Linked DNA regions of Cricetulus griseus: region 2 is linked to region 1. The links are chromatin contacts, called in public Hi-C maps. All regions are on one chromosome and are shown on one strand. Each heading gives the region's core, a stretch centred on a gene start, on an enhancer-like site or on the middle of the called end of the contact. The rest is flanking DNA. Distances are from core to core; before and after follow the strand shown.

The links. Hi-C and Micro-C count contacts between places; a contact is called where the count stands out from the background.
Region 2: a contact with region 1 is called in a Hi-C map of fibroblasts, with 5 times the contacts expected there. The contact joins the promoter of Babam2 here to the promoter of Fosl2 in region 1. A contact is called at or near these places in 4 of 8 Hi-C or Micro-C datasets (the CHL-YN cell line, the CHO-K1 cell line and fibroblasts).

The regions. Positions count from the first base shown.
Region 1 is chr7:12,336,022-12,340,108 of CriGri-PICRH-1.0, forward strand. It overlaps Fosl2 (fos-related antigen 2), which reads right to left and starts at 2,775. Exons shown (of 4, transcript XM_027424424.2): 1 at 1,823-2,775. The coding sequence starts at 1,924.
Region 2 is chr7:12,765,864-12,769,764 of CriGri-PICRH-1.0, forward strand. Babam2 (BRISC and BRCA1-A complex member 2) reads right to left here and starts at 1,271. Exons shown (of 12, transcript XM_027424426.2): 1 at 1,126-1,271. Rbks (ribokinase) reads left to right here and starts at 1,468. Exons shown (of 8, transcript XM_027424429.2): 1 at 1,468-1,697. The coding sequence starts at 1,603.

The sequences.
Region 1 (4,087 bases), core at 1,525-4,024:
TGCTAATTGCAAAATCCTCATGTGTTACAGCATGCTAGGAATTAGCTAACAGCTGCTTTTTGCTTCGGTAATGAGGCCCCATTACACACTGCTGGACGGAGCTCTGTCTTCCTTCGTCCTAGCATTGGTTTCCTGTCTGATTTGCTTCCAAAACAAGGAATTGCCTCTGCTCATATCCTGGGCTCAAAGCCCTAGTGACACAGATTATTCAGTTGGGGCACTGATGTCCGGTCTGACTTCCCATCCAGGCCCCAGAGTTTGAGCCAAGCACCAGGCAGGGAGATTGCACTGTGTCACTGGTCAATGGCTCCATCTCATTAGTGAAAGAAACAGAAATACAAAGCTCCAATGTTGGCTGGGGAAAGAGAGGGAGGTGGGGTGGGGTGGGGTGGGGTTATTGAACTAGAAAGTCCGGGGACAGGTATAAAGTGAATGATGTTTTGGTTCAACACAAATCACCCACTGGGCTGGGATGCAAACATAACCAATGACTTTTTAGATAAGCCTTAAAACTCATCACTTCAGTAGTAAGGGTCCATTGACTGCACCCTCTGTGAAGACCAGGCTCTCTACAGTAGGTGCTTAGCAGGTATGTAGGGATTAGAGAGAAGACACAGAAAAGCCATTTGGAGGGACTCACTCGACATGGGGCATTACTTTGAGAGAGGTGCTCCTCTTTTTCGGATTACAAAGAAAGACATGTTTTTACTATATTTCCCAGCTCAGTCCATCTTTCCCTGGAAGCGCCCCCCCCCCATCGGGTTGACTGCTGGAGGCCAAAGCCAAGGCCATAGCCATGGCCTTATGGAGTAACTCACGCTGCTGCAGCCAACTTGGCTAGGAACTCCAGAGGGCTTCGGGCGGCAGAGGACCATGTAAGCTCATGCAGTTCCCTCATGAGACAGTGTGTGTGCTACACAAGTCAGGTACCCCACCAGCACCACCACTTCACCAGTACCCGTTTGGTATCCTACAGACACACGGAGTGCGGGCAGAATCCCTCCAATGGAAACCAGTCTGCCTGCTTTAGAAACAAGTTGTTTTTCTACTTCTAAAACCACTACTCAGGAGCCCAAGTGATGTCTCGTTCTCCCTCTTCTTTCTGCCAGCTTCTTTGCCCCAGGTATCCCCAAGCCCCCCAAGGTTCTGCTCTCCGGGACAGTACAGGTTCCTGCCCAACCCTCACCGGAAGCTGGGAGGGGGGTGAGCACAAGAGGTGTCAAGAGCCAATCAAAGCCAGCTTCTTCCTTCCTGACCTTCGCACCTGATTCCCAGAGGCAACCCTAGCCCTCCCTCCGGATCACTTGAAGGAGCCCAACCGTATTTCTGAGTCCCCAACCCATTTCAGAAAGCTGCTAAGACCGAAGGAAAACAGAAAAAGGAAAGGCTAAAAGGCCTTCGTTGTATGGTCTTTGACGATTGGGAGGGGACTTAGGAGGCGCAAAGATTTCCTTGTCTATCCACCACCGAGAAAGGGGAAGGTGGAAAAGGAGGGGAGAGCGTTCGGAAGGAGGCAACAGGCTTCCAAGAGGGGACCAACAATTCCAGAAGCTTTTCTGGAATAAAGTGAGAGAAGCCGGAGAGGGGGGTTGTTATTGGCTCTTTAAGCCCACTCTCCGCTTGTTTAAAAAAAAAAAAAAAGTGGTGGGGTGGGTGGGGCGGAACAGAACAAAACCCCACAACTTATCAACGGTGGCCCCTAAGTATTTTTCTAGCCCAGCCAAGGAAGGGTAAAGACGGAGGTTGGGGATGGAGGCAGTGAGAGCGAGGAGAGGGCAAGGAGTCAGCCGGTGCCGCCAGGTGCACCCGGGCCCGCACGTACCTGCTGGCCGCCGCCACCGCTGGAGTAGGACTCGGCGTGCGCAGGAGAGCCGCTGCTGCCCCGGGACGAGGTGTCAAAGTTCCCGGGATAATCCTGGTACATGATCCGCGGTGGGGGCCGGAGAGGAAACAGGGTGGTTTTCTTCCCCGCCCTCGCCGCGGCCGCGCAGTCTGCTGCGCGCTCGCTGGTCCACCGGCCCCGCCGCGGGCTGGGCTCTTGGCTCCGGGGCTGTCCCCCAACCGAGGCAGACAGGGAGGCGGCGACACTCGGGAAGTGATCCCCCGATCGCCGCGCACCGCACTTCGTTTCTGCTCTGCAAGCTCCGCGGAACCGGCTGTCCACCGGGTCCCTCCCTCTAAAAAGTCGGCGCGTCCCTCGGTCCCTCCCCTGCGCGCGCCCTTCCGCCCCCGCGCGCAGCCGGAGCTCCGCCGGGACCCACGGGCTGGATCAAAAATGGGCAACGCAAAAAAGACTAGGAGCCCAGCGGGTGTTGCTTGGCAGCTCTGGGGGACTCCCTCCCCAATCTCACAGGGCGCCAAAAAGGCGAAAAAGAAAAGCTGCCGGTTGGGAGAAACTTCTGTTTCCTCCTTTTAGAAAAGGAGCCCGAGAATAAACTTCCTGTGGCCAACTCGCCGCCTGAGTTTCCCGGCGACTCGGACACTTGACTTAGGACAAGGCAGTGAGCGCCTGTCCAGCTGCCCGGATCGCGCCGGCGGGACAGTGCCCGTGGGGTTCCAGGCTGAGCAGTGCTAAGAGGGACGTGGCTCCGCGTCGCAGTGACCTGCACCCGGTGTCCGCTCCAGGACGAGCTGGCCTCGAGCGTCTTGCCTCGCTTCGCCCTCCCTCTCTCTCTTTCTCCCCCTTTCTCGCTCTCTCTCTCTCTCTCTCTCTCTCTCTCTCTCAGTCCCTGCCGAGCGCAGCTCGCTGTCTCGCTTCAAGCCCCTGCGTTCTGCCCGAGATGAGTCACTACAATGGCACGAGTTCAACTCCACACTCTTTATTCTCCAGCCCCGCACCATGTGGATCGACTCACGTCAACGCTAGACTCCACCTTGCTGGGAGGAGCTCTCGAGGCGGCGGGGGAGGAGGCCCGGGACCAGGAGGAGGAGGAGGAAGAGGCGCGGGAGGGGAGGAGGCGGGCACGGCGCTCCCCTCCCAGCCCTGCTCGCGGTCACGCTGACGCCAGCCGCACACCCCGCGCAAGAAAGGCGGGTGGTGGTGAGGGTGGGAGCGTGCGGCCCTGGCACTTTGGGGGCGCCGAGGCCGCTTGAGTTCTTGCCGAGCTCCTCCACCCCCCGGGGCGCAGCGCCCTTGGTCTGTTCCATTGGCGCACGTTGCCAAAGATGGTCATTTGCGTTAGAGGACGCGAGTGCGGGTTTCCTCGCTTTCGGGTGACGTGGAGGGAGAGGGATTCCCTTGCCCGCTCCCAAGCGCGCACCCACCATCCCCACCCCAAAAGAAAGGGGCGCGGGGCGGGGCCCCGAAAGCGGCCTCGCGGGCTCGGGCCCCGGGTTTTAGAAAACAATCGCAGCCCTGAAGCCGAGACGGGTGGCTCAGTGCGGCGCCACAGCGAGGCCCAGAGCCCGGCGCTCAGAGCCGCTCGCGGGGAGGGCGCGGCCGTGCGCAGTCGTCCGCACCCTCCGCGGCGCCGCCCGGTACAGCAGGCGTCCTGGACGCACCGGGCACCCGCGCCGCCCTGCGGCCGGGTCTTGGCGGGGTGCGGCACGGCGCCGCCAGGCGGGGCTGGCCTGCCCATTTCCCCCTCGGAGCCTGGCTGCCCACTGCTTCCCTTTTGTATGTGTGTGCTCTTGGGTTTTTTGTTTGTTTGTTTGTTTTTGTTTTTTATTTTGACCTTCCAATTAATTTGCTAGAAGTGCTATTGAAGATGAAACTAGCTAGCGAGACATTGCGGGAGTCCCCTGTGCTAGACAATTTGGTCGCATCTAATAGCAGCAACCAGGCCTTAAAAGCAAACCAAGCTGTTCAAACAAACAAACTGGGGGGCCGAGAGATGTACCCCAAGTTGCCTTGAGCTGTTTTGGAGCAAAGTTCAGGGCACGCGTGGCCGGACTCCTGGCTCTTCCCGCCTTGCTGGGCGGGGTGGTGCACAGGGTAAAGAGCGCAGGCCTTGGAGTATGAACGCCTGGCCATGCTATTTACGAGCTGTGAGATCTTGGGCGAGTCTGCAGTCTCAATTTCCTTCTGTATAATGAAAGGTTTGGAGCGGACGACCTTCTGAAGCTCTTGTCTGCTCCGGACTTCCAA
Region 2 (3,901 bases), core at 21-2,520, 430 kb after region 1:
CTGAATGATTCACTAGTTAAATGCCAAAAGAAACAAACCTACTCCAGATGCCAAACCACGCTAGTGATTATAACAACCCTTTCCACTTCAGCAAGTGTCAAGACTTTAGGATCATACCCGAGGGAATGGATTTCTGCTTTTATTTCCAGAGCAGCCATATGCAGTTTTTAGACAGTGAAAGGTTTTGTGCAGATTAAATATGTTTCAGTTGTGAAGTATAAATTCTCTAATAAAGAAGGAAAACTATACTGACTCCAAAATGAGGAATTTGAAAAACAAAAAAACAACAAAAAAAAATGATGGACCTTTGGTACAATATGCAGAGATACAGGTTGGAAATACCACACACACACACACACACACACACACACACACACACCCTCTTTTACACATAGCACATTATAACGGATCCCCGAAGGGCAGAAATTTTTGGTGGCCAGTCTTTCATGAATGTTTGCTTTGCAATTTGTATTTCCTGATTTTGACGTATTGCAGAAGGAAAAATGCAAATATATACTTTTATAGAAATCTGCTGCCGCAAGGTAAGGTCACATGAGGTCTTTTGGTGGGCTGGCTATCTGGGGAGTACAAAGACGTAAAAAGCACCGATCCGGCTCTTGCTATTAGGAGGATGACAAACACGGAAACATGTGCCCCGTTGACGTCATGGAACGGAAAGGGGTGGCCGCCTGCTGCATCACGTTCGCGTCATATGGCGCACGAGGGAAGTTACTGTGGGGGAGCCATTTCTCCAACTGGGCAACAGCGGGGAGGGACGGGGAGAGCGAGCCGGTTCAGATCCGAAGAATGGCCACCCATTCTGAGGAAAACCTAAAGAGATCCAACCCTTTCTCCCAAACTGTATGATTCCCCCCATCTAGCGCAAAGGAAGCAGGCTTCTTCAGGGGCCGGGAGTGAGCAAGGCACGTGGGGAGAGAGAGCAGCCCCGGGTCTTGGGGGCTGGTTCTTGAGGGGATCCGCGTGCTGGGAGCGAGCAGGGCATCTTTGGGACGCGGGCCTTCTCTTGAGGAAGAGGCAAGCGCTCTGGCCATACTCAAACATGGCTCTCGGCGCCACCTGTGCGACTGAGATCCAACCTCCCCGCACCAGCCCGGGTCCAGGTACCTGGAACTTAGTCCGATCAGTAACCGGCGACTAGACGGGGTACAGGTTACCCGAGCGCGCCCCCGACCGACGCACCGACCTGCGCGCGAACCGCGGGCCGGATGCGTGCGCGCTCCCCCGGACGTCCCGCCCCCTCCGGAGCCGGGCGGGCGTGCGCGTGCCCGCGCCGAGCCCAGCCGGAAGCTAAGGAAGGCGGCCGGGTAGCGCCTGAAGCTTCCCCGCGGCTCCGGCCTCGGGTCGGGCGAGCGACGCCGACTCTCGCCGTGGCGGCCGAGCCCTGTGCTGTGAGGCGGGGCGGGAACGTGGGTCCTAAAGAGCCGGGAGCCGCCGGAGGCCCGGGCGGTTTCACGGGCATTCGGGTGGGCGACCCGAGCAGGCGAGGGGGACGGCCGCGGCGTGAGGGAGGAAGGAGCGACGTCTCTGGTGGCGGGGTCAGGCAAAGGGCAAAGGGCAGCGTCCGGGTCGAGCGAGGTAGTAATGGCGGCGTCCGGGGAGCCCGGGAGGCCGTGGCAGGAGGAGGTGGCGGCGGCGGCGGTGGTGGTGGTGGGTTCCTGCATGACCGACCTGGTGAGGTTAGTGCGGGGCCGCAGCGCAGGGTCTCGGGAGGGCGACCCCGGGCCTCGGGTCTGTGGGCACCCACCGTGGAGCTTTGCTGTGAGCTTCAGGTGTCCACAGCGCCACTCCTGACGTGGACACCTGAGGACACGGGAAGGAAGGGACGGGGCGCCGCTCCGTGAAAGCTCTGATGCCGAAAGACACCCCCACCCCTCCCCAAACACCTGAACCTGGTTTTTGGCTACGCTGCCCGGTGACATTTTAACCTCTGAGAATGCACCTACCCTACAGGGTTGTGAGGACAACCACCCCCAACTGGGCATTACTCGATTTGAACACATGTGAAATAAGGCGTCGAGGCAAAAAGGCACACACACCTTTTCACTCTGTCGATTGTTGGCATTCCTGCAGTGTTTCGTGTTTACAGTTTTATGTAGAAATGAGCCGTGGGTCAACCTTGTGGTAAACCCAAGTGTGAGTCCAAAACAAAAAACACCACACATAAGAATTGTAACTACTAAAAAAAACTATGATCGGATAGTGATGAAAAATATGCTAAATGAAAATAGTTGAGTTAGATTGTAAGAGATTTCCTTCTGATTTGTCATCATTGTTTTTATGAAAACAGCTTTTTAAGCATAAAAGTATACATGTTGTAGAAAAATAATTCCAAGAAGGTCCATACCACTCCAATTCTGTTTATGTTAATGACCACATTTCTAATACAATGCAACTTAATATCATTTTTAAATGATTAAGTATGCAACGATTAAGACCTCATCTGTCCCTAAATCTTTTTCCAAATGATAACAGAGAACCTTGAAATAAGGCCTTGGTGTAATCAAAGTAACCAAATCCTTGCAGCAAACTACCTATATCTACTTTAAAAAATAGCTCCTGGGTCTTCATTTATTCGACTTAAACTTGCCAAAAACATTTATAAATTGTCATCAGGGTCATCAAGATGGCTTAGGACAGTGGTTCTCAACCTGTGGGTCGTGACCCTTTGGGGGTCAGAATATTGGGTATTTACATTACAATTTGTAACAGTAGCAAAATTACAGTTATGAAATTACAACAAAAGTAATTTTATTTTTTGAGATGGGGTTTCTCTGTGTGGTCCCAGCTGTCCTGGAACTCACTGAGACTTGCCTACCTTTGCCTCCCAAATGCTAGGATTAAAGACTTGCTCCACCACAGCCCAGCCAACAAAAGTAATTTTATGGATGGGGGTCACCATACATGAGGAGCTGTATTAATGGGCCATAGCATTAGGAAGGTTGAGAAGCACTGACTTATGAAGTAAAGGTACTTGTCCTAAGTCTGATGAGCTGAGTTCAGTCCCTGGAGCCCACTGTAGTGGAAGGACAAAAACTGACTTCCTTCCTCATGTGTGATGCACACGTATACACACACGATAGACAGAAAGGATAGATAAATATGTTATCAAATTACCCAACTCAACATTAAAAGTGGGACAAGAAAGGAGACTGGTAGAGGCAAGTGTGATTGACAGAAACCTCAGACAATATGTTGCAGGGACTGGAGAGATGGCATTGGATCACAACCACCAGAAATCCAGTTCCAGGGGATGCCACACCGTCTAGCCTCTAAGGGCACTGCATTCCTAAGGGCACATACATACACACAGGATTAAAAAATGAAAACAAAATCATTTTTTAAAGTGTAGCAACAGCAAGAGAACTTCAAATAATTAAATTTTACATGGTTTTATATGTATGGTGCCGGAATTGAACCCAGGTTCCTTGCATGCCAAGTGAGCAAGAACTTTACCACTGAACCACACTCCCACCTTGTCATAAGTTATGCCAAGATAGACATGATTTTTTTAGTAACAAACAATATAGTTTGAGACACTTAGTCTGGAGGCGTATGCATCTTTCTAGAGAAGTCAGCACACCTTCCTGTAAAGCTCCAGCTAGTAAACATTCGTTTGGTAAGTCATGCATGGTCTAGGTCACATGTTTTAAGCAAACATTTAGACATGTGAAAATCATTCCTATCTCCTAAGTCATACACAAAGCTGCAGACCCCTGTGTGCAGAGTGCCATCCTCTTGGAGCCCATCAACTGATAATCCTAGGGATGGTTCTTCAAGAAAAGAAAAAATGTGGAATCCATCTTATATAAAAATAGGAAGTATGTTTAACTTTAGAAATAGTTCCATCAAAACATACCAAGTTAAGGGGTTGCTACTAAGT